Regions from separate parts of the Sus scrofa genome. Here regions 1 and 2 are each linked to region 3. Evidence: chromatin contacts called from public Hi-C data. All regions are on one chromosome and are shown on one strand. The core of a region is the stretch at or near the end of the contact, and the rest is flanking DNA. Distances in the headings are between cores, read along the strand shown. Region 1 has its middle 76 kb from the start of NEUROG3. Region 2 has its middle 74 kb from the start of COL13A1. Region 3 holds the start of COL13A1 (collagen alpha-1(XIII) chain).

The links. A called contact is a pair of places that touch in the nucleus more often than the background predicts.
Region 1: a Hi-C map of skeletal muscle shows a contact between it and region 3, with 3 times the contacts expected there. The contact joins the enhancer-like site here to the promoter of COL13A1 in region 3. A contact is called at or near these places in 6 of 47 Hi-C or Micro-C datasets (embryonic fibroblasts, psoas muscle and skeletal muscle) and 1 of 2 datasets of contacts at active chromatin or transcription factors (skeletal muscle).
Region 2: a Hi-C map of skeletal muscle shows a contact between it and region 3, with 4 times the contacts expected there. The contact joins the enhancer-like site here to the promoter of COL13A1 in region 3. A contact is called at or near these places in 4 of 47 Hi-C or Micro-C datasets (embryonic fibroblasts, fetal heart ventricle, fetal skeletal muscle and 1 more) and 1 of 2 datasets of contacts at active chromatin or transcription factors (skeletal muscle).

Annotation. Positions count from the first base shown.
Region 1 is chr14:72,680,915-72,683,993 of Sscrofa11.1, reverse strand. No RefSeq gene overlaps it. Among named protein-coding and RNA genes, the nearest start is that of NEUROG3, 76 kb to the right of the region's middle. Within about 2 kb of position 1,668, at least 9 of the 83 cell types and tissues checked have an H3K27ac peak or open chromatin away from gene starts, as enhancers often do. A contact at or near this core is called in skeletal muscle, where this site is marked.
Region 2 is chr14:72,711,274-72,714,608 of Sscrofa11.1, reverse strand. No RefSeq gene overlaps it. Among named protein-coding and RNA genes, the nearest start is that of COL13A1, 74 kb to the left of the region's middle. Within about 2 kb of position 1,573, at least 9 of the 83 cell types and tissues checked have an H3K27ac peak or open chromatin away from gene starts, as enhancers often do. A contact at or near this core is called in skeletal muscle, where this site is marked.
Region 3 is chr14:72,785,189-72,788,354 of Sscrofa11.1, reverse strand. It overlaps COL13A1 (collagen alpha-1(XIII) chain), which reads right to left and starts at 1,575. Exons shown (of 40, transcript XM_013990416.2): 1 at 560-1,575. The coding sequence starts at 853.

The sequences.
Region 1 (3,079 bases), core at 419-2,918, 100 kb after region 3:
GCAACCTATGCTGCAGTTTGCAGCATTATGGGATCCTTAACCCACCGAGCAAGGCCAGGGATCAAACCCTCAACCTCATGAATTCTAGTGGGATTCATTTCTGCTGCACCATGATGGGAACTCAAGAAAGATAATGAATTCTCTCCTTGGTGTTTAGAAGTTGAAATATTGATTCCGGGGGGTGGGGGGGGTAGGACTGGGAGACACTAATGTGCCAGCCTCCCCAGCCTGGCAGCCAGGCCTTGGCAAGTGCAAGAGACAACTGGCCCATCTTAGCCCAAGGGACCCTCCTCTTGACTTCTATCTGTCTGGTCCCAGAAAACCCTCCACCCTTGAAAAGGCCCTCCACTGCTCCAACCTCTAACTGGAGCATGGTGAGAGAATCCCAAGGGACCCTAGTGGCCTGACCATTGAACATTCAGGGCAGAGATCTTAGGTTGGATCATAGGTTAATTCCTATCTAGAAACCCATTTCCCAGCTGGGCCCTTCCCCTCCTGGGGAGAGGTCAGTTGTACGGGCTGTACAGTCCAAGCTGGGCCCTAACCTGAGAGGCTAAGAAGGCAGAGAGAAGGTCCCCTAGGTGAAGAAACCCCATATGTTATCTGAAGTGCTTTGCTGCCTGGGTATGATGGAAATGGTCCTTTCTTCCTTACGTCTATGTGGCCTTTGAAATTTCCAGGAACTTTCCACACATTGTCCATTCAGTTAACATTTGTTGAGCTTTTACTTTGTACCTGGCATTGCGCTTTGCTAAAAACAACATGAACCAGTGCTGTGCTGAGCTTTTACCTGTATCACTGTTTGGTCCTCACGATGAGCCCTTTGTAAAGATGAAGACAGGGAGACTCAGTGTCCTGTTTCTCAAGGACACACAGTGCTAAGTAGTAGAATTAGGGTTTGAATTCATCTCTCTCAGGTGACTCAGACCCCTCCTCCCATGCTAGCACCCCTATCTCCAGCCTTTTCACCTTCCCCCAGTAACACTGAAGAAGCAGGAGGAGGTATTAATGGCCCATCTTAAAGATGAGGAAACTGGGAGTTCCTGTTGTGGCTCAGTGGGTTAAGAACCCAACTAGTATCCATGAGGATGTGGGTTCAATCACTGACCTCACTCAATGTGTTAAAGGATCCGGAGTGGCTGGGCTGTGGTGTAGGCCAGCAGCTGCAGCTCCGATTCAATCCCTAGCCTGGGAAATTCCATATGCCGCAGGTGAGGCCCTGAAAAAAAAAAGACGAGAAAAATGATCCTTGCTGGGTTTAGGAGACTTTCCAGAGATCTCACAGAAGGCTGGGTGAGAGTACCAACCTGGCTCCAACACCCACACAGCCCACCAGAGCACACTCACCCCCAGTGTTGCCCCTGCATCCAAGCCCCACTTCAGCAGGGAATGAGGCTGTCACCCACCATGACTGGCTCGTGAGGCATCAGTACTGGTGGCCAGATGGGCTCCAGAGCAGTAACCCCCACCTTCCCCTCCCCCCCCCCCCCCCCCCCCCCCGACCCCGCACCAACCACTGGCCTCTCAAGCTCTTCCCCACCCCTACCCCCAGCTCCCTCCTCCAGGGCAGGAATGACCAGCATTCCTGGGGGAGGGGGCGGGCGGGGCAGAGGAGCAGTCTTGCCAAAAGTTCTTGCTAATCCCCTCCCACCCAGCCAAGGGCTTTGGGCTCCGTGACAAGGTCAATAGTTGCCCAAATGTGCTCACATCAGATCTATTTTCGGTTTTCAGACTGGCCAGCACCGACCGGCCTGTTTCTCATCCATCTTTTCCCACTAAAATGCTCATGTCTCTCGCTCAGACCTAAGGACTCTCCTGGTGTTTTGAGACCTACTCAGGGTAAACTGCCCCACCCGCCCCCAGCTGGATGTGAAGTTCCAGAAGGCAAACCCAAGGCAGAGTTTCCAGACCTCTGAATCCCACCCCAAATGATAAGAAGGTCAGATGAGTCCCAGAGAACCCTCAAATCCATAGGTCCCTAGCCCTTTTCCACTCAGGGTCCCCTCTCCAGGCTAACGAGTCCCACAGAAGTCACCTTCTCCTGGGGCTTGGAAGTTTGGAAACTAATTATTCAGAAACTTGGCAAGTATAGAAGAAACACAGCTGCAATGAGACTTGAGTTCAAGCCCCAGCTCCCCGCACTCACTGGGTGGCTTTGGGCAAGCTTTGCTTTTTGTTCTCCAATTTGTGCCCATAATTATGGTCATTTCTTCATGGGCCACGTAAGGCTTTACCAAGCAAAGAGCCACTGATAAAATGGTCTCCGGGCATCTGTTTACCCATTGTTTTAACGAGAGGGCAAAACTTTGACTCTGAATATGATTCTAGCTTGGGAAATGGTCATATTCTTCAACAGGACCAATCTAGGAAAATCATGCTGATGGGAAAGGTTTTGTTTTCAAGGCATTATTCTATCATTCCATTTACCCTCGCATTATCTCTGGCAACACATGGAATGAATTATCCATATGCTATTTAGAGGAACAATGAGATGAAGAAGAGATCTGGCATTTATGGAGCACTTACTATGTGCAGACCCCCTTCTAAGTGTCTTCTCTAGGTACTAACGCATGTAATCCTCCAAGCCCCCCCGTGAGACAGGTGCTATGGTTACACCCCCTCCATTTTAAAGATGAGAAGCCCAAGGTGCAGAGAAGCAACACCAGGTGCCAAGTTCATGTGGGTAAAAAGCAGCAAGCCAGGCTTTGAAGCTGCGCCGCTGTCTCCAGAGCACTCATGTTTAATGACCAAGCCACATGGTCACGGGGAGATGAAAGCGGCCCAGCCCAAAGGGAAGATAGGGCTTGTCCATAAATTATTCTAATGCAAGTTGGGGATGTGATAAGTGACCAGAGAGAAACAGATAATGTCCTCTGGGTCAGAGAAGGGGAACCTTGCTTCCAACTGAAAGGAGAGGGAGGTTTTATGAAGGAGGTGACATTTTAGCTGAGCCTTGAAGGACAGGTAAGATTTAGAGCCTTGGAAATTTGGGGAGAAGGAGCAGTGGGGTTGACACTTAGGGAGATCATCTGGCTCTGCCGGGGAGCAGCAGACAGCAAGGGTGCAGGCAGATCAGAAA
Region 2 (3,335 bases), core at 324-2,823, 74 kb after region 3:
CCCTAGAGAAGCCTTCCCTCATCACAGTCTATAGCAGCCTCCTCACCTCCCCATGCCCAGGAGCCTCTGTGATTGTCTACACTGCACCTAACCCTCCAGGACATTGTCTTTCCCTGTCGTCTGCCTGTTTCTTATCTGTCCCCTCTCACTCCATGAGAGCGAGGACTCGGCCACAGCTGCATCCCGGCATGTACCATGGTGCCTAGCCCACTGTAAGTGTTTAATAAATATTTGTTAAATGAATGTCTGGGAATGTCAACAAGTCCTTGTTGAATTAAGTCTCAGGCAAAAGAAACCAACAGTAGGACAACCTTCCAAACTTATGGAATAATAAATGGGGGGGGTGTCCGATAAGTATTATTCTGTTGGTCATTCCTGTTCGATGTTCACTTTTTTTTCCTGCTTTGCATAAACTCAGGAGATGGGACACTAGGAGCTTAGGTGGATCACAAGCAGGTTAGGTTATACAGCTGACCAAGTCGTGCACTGCACAACTCCAGGGCGTGCCATCCACCGGGGAGTCTTGGGAAATTCAGTCCTAATAGCTGAATGGGAGAGAGGAAGATGATAGCAAAGGAGACAGAAAGAGATAATTCGGTTTGTGGAAAATAGGACTGGAAGAGACCTGGGTGATCATCCCTTTAACTGTTCTCCCTTTCATTTTACAAATAAGGAAAATGAGACCATGAAAAGTGAAATTACTTAACAAAACAAAGAAGGAACAAAGCCAGCCAAAATTCCACAAAGTGCCAATAACATCAATATCACTGCATCTCTGATTAAATATTTCATCACCTTGTGGTGGGTAAAGGAGACCTTTTACTCCATGAAGAGAAAGTAGGGCCCTGGTCTAAAGCTAAGGTTGAGAATTGCAAATTCTCTAGGGCAGGAATCCAGTCTCTAACTGAATAATCTACAAAAGGTCAGAGCCCTTATCTGTCTAGTTCACCCCTGTAGCCCCTGCCCCCCCACACCAGGAGTCCAATAACAGCTACCCTTAACCAAGCCCTTACCACCTGCCGGAAGATGCTTTAAGCATTTTACAGATAATCAAATCATTGAAACTTCTCAACGCCCTTATGAAGTGGTTCTATCATTACCCACCTCTGGGGTATAGAGCAGTTAAATAACTCACACATGGCACACAGCTAGTAATGAATACATAAGTGAACAAATGAACCTGTTATGTCATCATTGAGTCCTCCTAAAACATCCCCCCAAGGATCTTGTGAGAGTCCCAAGATGAGACAAGACTGGAAGGGCCAGTGATCAGAGGGGCCAAGAGCAGAGCAGGGAGCAGGCTCGTGGAGGAAATGTATTTTGTCTGCTATTCCGAGGTGCTAAGTGGGAAGGTGGCAGGGGCCTCGTACACACGCTCTCTCTCTCTCTCTCTCTCTCTCTCTCTCTCTCTCTCTCTCTCTCTCTCTCTCACACACACACACACACACACACAGTGTCTCAGCTGACAGGAAGAGGAAATGCTTTGCATTTTCCAGCCTCTTGTCCCCAGGCCAAGCCCAAATGCCAGCCCTAAAAATACAGCCTGGAAGCAGGGCTATGCTAACAGCTCCCTCCTGTCTCTGTCACAGCCCTGTCACAGCAGCACCCCCCACACAGCAGGTTTATTTTTGAATGAGGACACTGCAGGGAAGTAACTTGATGCTGATGAAACCTGAGCCTTGCTTTCAAGCCTCCTTCCTTCAGGTTTCTGGAGGGGAAGAGGAGAGAAAAAGGGAAGCATGACTGCCTTTGGGTTAGGAAGAAAGCAAAGGGGGATGGGGCAGAGAAGGCCTTTTTGCAAGATTCAGTGACCTGGTTGGCAGTAACAATTTGTCAAGTTGACCAGCCATGCCAGGAACAGCATGAAGATCCAGAATCAAACATACTATATCTGCCCTCAAGGCACTTGCAGTCTCCAGCAGGTTGGACCAAAACAGGGGAGAGAAGAGCACACTGCCCAAGGTTAACTCCAGGGTCCTCCAACTGGTCCTAAAGTGCCACCCCTTTGACCTGGTCCAGAACTTACCAGGGCAAATAAGAGTCAAGGATGAGTGAAAGACTGAATACTTCCATGCTATGTATGACTTGAAAGAAGGCAAGGAAACCCACTCTTACCATTCCTGTTTAACATCACACTGGGGTTGAAGCCAGTGCAATTAAGCAAGAAAAATAAATTAAAAGCATCTGGGTTGGAAAAGAAGGAGAAAAACTATCTTTATTTGTACATAAAATGATCATTTACATGGAAAACCCTGTAGAATCTACAAAAAAGCTACTAGAAGTAATAAGTGAGTTGGAAGGTTGTAGAATTCAAGATCAATCTACAAAAAAAACCACAAAAAACTGTACTTCTATATACTGGCAATAAGTAATCAAAAGTTGAAATTGAAAACACTGTCATTTATAATGGCATGAAAAAGTATAAAATACTTATGGATAAATTTGCCAAAAGGCCTGCACAATGAAAGCTACAAAGCATTGCTAAGAAAATTAACCAAAAGAACTAAATAGAGAGATATACCATGTTCACAGATTGGAAGAGTCAATATTATAAAGATGTCAATTTTCTGCTAAACTGACCTATAGATCAATGGGATCCTAATCAAAATCCTAGCAAGCTTTTTGGGAAAAACTGACAAACTGATTTAAAAATTTTATGAAAATACAAAGGACATAGAACAGCCAAATAACTTTGAAAAAAAAAAATGGAAAGACTTACTCTGGTTTTATGATGTATTATAAAGCAAGAGTAATCAAGATAGTATGGTAGTGGTATAAGGATTAATGAAAATAATGGTCTAAAAGTAGAGTCACATAAATGTGGTTGACTTTTCACAGAGGTGCCAGTCAATGGGTAAAGTTTAATCTTTTCAACACATAATCCTGTAGCAATTAGAAACCCATATTTCTTTTTAAAGTGGATTCATAGCTTGCACAATACATAAAAAAATATACTCAAAGGATCATAAACCTAAATGTAAGAGCTAGACTTACTAAACTTCTAGAAGAAAACATAGGAAAAAAATCTCAGTGACTTTGGGTTTATTAAAGATTTCATAAATCAGGCACAAAAAGCACAAACTATAAAAGAAAATAAATAAATTGTGCTTCATCAAAATCTTAAATATTCACTTTTCAAAAGACATGGTTATGAAAATGAAAGGGTAAGTCACACACTGGGAAAACTACTTGTAATACATTTATCCCACAAAGGCCTTGTATCAAGACTGTATAAAGAACTCTTATAACTCAGTAAGAAGACAACAAACAACCCAACTTTTTAAATGGGCAAAAATTCGAACAGACATTTCGTCAAATATTGGAAGACAAATAAG
Region 3 (3,166 bases), core at 326-2,825:
GCCCTGCAAGGACTGCCCCCTGTCCCCCTCAGCCCCTTGGATGACTCACTCCCTCACTCTCTCTTCCCAACGGAACATGGCAATAAAAGTCAGCAGCACTGATCCTCGAGGGATGGATGGGGAGGGCCGCGGGGGCCCAGCAAGTCTCGGCCCAGGCCACGGGGCTCAAGTCCCGCCGCGTGGGCGCTGGGCGGCTCTCACACCACGGTGGCGGAGTGCCAGAGGGAGAAGTGGAGCCTGGCCGCCTCTACGCGCTTCCCGCGTCTTGCCTTCCTCCACCTGCCCCGCGCGCTCAGGGCGTTCCTAGGGTGGAAGGCGGGGGGCGCCTCCCGGAGGCGGGAGCCGAGGGGTCCAGCGCAAGCCGTCCGGGTCCTCCTGGCCTCTGGCAGGGCAGCGTCCGTCCCTACCCCCACCCGCCCCGAGACAACTGGTGCGAGGCCAGGGCGCACCGCGCGGCGGGGAGAGCAAGAGCACACGGGCACCGGCTGGTCCAAAGTGTAGAGGCTGCGCGAGGGGGCGCCGTGGGGAGGGATAAAAGGCAGCAACAAAGAGCACAGACCTCATCCAGCAGTTGGTTGACTCGTCCCAAAATAGCCGGCTCCATTTGCTGCTCCCCACGCTCTGCTTCCAGGCGCAGCACCCGGGCCTGCAGCTCGGCCGTCCGAAAGTGGGCGAGCAGGCTGAGCGCCAGCGAGCAGAGGGCCAGCGCCAGCAGCCCGCAGGACCCCGGGCTCGGCAGCCGCGCGCAGCGCTCTACCGGCGCCACCGCCAGCGCCACCGTCCCGGGCGCGCCCAGCTCCCCGGGGCCGCGGGCACCGGAGTCTGTCGCTTTGCGGGAGCGCTCCGCTACCATCCCCTCGCGTCTTGAGAACCAATAAATAAATAAATAGAATAAATAAAGGCGAGAGCCACTGCCCACAGGCGCGATCCAAGCTGCGGGACAGCGGGAAAGGGTTTGTGTCGGTGGAATATGTCCCTTTCCTTTGCTCCCAGCAAAGAGGATGGAGGAAAAAAAAAAAAAAAAGGCAGCTGGAGGGGGAAAGCCGAAAAAAAAAAAAATTACAACCAGCAGTAATCGGGGTACACCCAGGTGAGAAAAAAAAAAGTTACTTCGCAGAACGTTCCAAGTCCAGGAAAGTTAGGGGAATCTGGCCGGTTTTCCTTTCCGCCCCGTCTTTCCCTTCAAGTATCTGCAGAGTCCTGGAGTTGATTCTGCGCTGTCTGTCCTAGATGTCTCCGGTCTCCCGGGCGAGCCAGTTTCAGTCCCGGGGCGAAGGGGCGCACACGGAGGGCCCCATGGGCAGAGGTGGGTCGTGGCCGCGGCGGAGCAGCGCTGGGGCCGATTCCGGCGCCTCTGTAACTTGACACACTAGCTGCGGCTGCACGGATCGGATGAGCAATCCGTGCTACTTCCCAAACTAATCTCTCCCGCCCCCCTCTCTTCTCCTCCTCCCCTCTTCTCCTCCACCTCCTGCGGGGCAGACGGCTTGGGTTTGTTTATTTATGCAAACTCGCCCGGGGTGGGGGGCGTGGTGTGCAGGGCTAGCTGCCCCAACCCACCAGGCCTGGGAGCCCCTCTCCCGCGCTCCCGTCCCCTTTGAAGTGACACTTGGGGTTATTTATAGGCAGGAAGGGGGTGTGGAGTGGAGCTGGGGCTTCACTTCTTTCCCTTTTCCCGAATTCACAAGGAGGGCCCTCTTTGCCTTCCTCCTAAGTCTTGGGTCCAGGCATCACTCTGCCTTCCGACAAGCTGGCAAAGCTAGTCTTTGGGATCCTCTGAGAAGCGGGGCTGAGCTAACATCAGGCATCTAGACGGACCTCTGGCTCCTAAGCAGGACTATCTGAGTCCCTTCAGCTGCCACTCAGCACCCCTCCCCACCCCTGTGATGTCTCCTCCCCTCTTTTCCTCCCCAAACCAGCTCCAACTTGGGCCCCAGCACCTTTGATGGGGCCCATTCCACCAACCACATCTTTACTCCAGGGTGAAAAGTCAGCTGTCTAGGGGGGGCAGCAGAACTGGTGCCTTTGTCTCTTTCAGGATCAACACATCAGGTACAGTGCATAAAAACTGAGCTGAGAGTTATTCTGGGGTGTCCGGGAGGCCAGTCAGTACAGCCACCTGCCAGTCCTGAGCCCTCCCCTTCTTGTCTGCCATTGATCTGAGACCCCTTCCAGCCCTCTGCCGTCAGAACAATCTGCCTCAACCATGGAAGCCATTAAGGTGAGCAGTTCTCCCTCACACACTCCTAGCCTGCTCCCTGCTGTCATTTCCTATGCTCCAGCAGAGAATGCTGCCAAGGGCATTTTGTAGATTCCTCTCTTCTCTTGTCACCTCCCCTACTTGAAGTAACATTTGTATCCCAAGAGACTTTATCTCTTTGCACCTCTTGACATTCCTGCGAATGAGGTGATGGGCTGGAGTTTATGGAGAAAGCTCACTTCCCAGGAACAGCGGAAGGGGGTGGGGGTGGGGGATATAAAGGGCTGGCCCTTGAAATGTGAAATAAGGGTGGGTGGGGGCGACAGGAGTGTTTCTGTGATTCCATTTCATAATAACAGGGTTTCAACTTCACATTTTATATATTGACCTGATCAATATATCATATATATTGATTACTATATAATATATAATCCCGTATCATGGCACACAGAAGAGTGGGGCATATCTGATAGAGTAACATACTAATATAGTACTTGTATCATAAGTAATACGTGTTATGACATTGCCTGCCAGGTCAGTTAGCCACTATGGAGGACTCAGAGATAGAAAGCGATTCTGCGGAAAGGACTGGTGGCCAGGAGCTCTGGGTCAGTTCCAGCTCTGGCCTTTCCTTGATGTGGGACTTTGGGTAAGGGCGCGTGTTTCCTTCCAGTGTGATGGATGTCTCAATTGGGCCATAGGGAGCAATCCCTGAGAGAGCGCAGTGGTGCCAATGACCACCAGGGGGCACTAGAGAATTTCTGCACTGAGTGGTGCATGCCAGGCGATCCAAGGACTTTGATTTGGCTCCCCTTCGATGTCCCCCTGACCCCACCCCCACCCTCTGCAAGGGTAGCGGGCATGGAGGACTTGGACTAGGGGGTGGTTTCATTCCTTCCTTGTTCCACAAGCTGATCTCTTCTCTTTCAAGACTTTAGGGGCCCTGAGGAATGCTCAGGGAGTGAA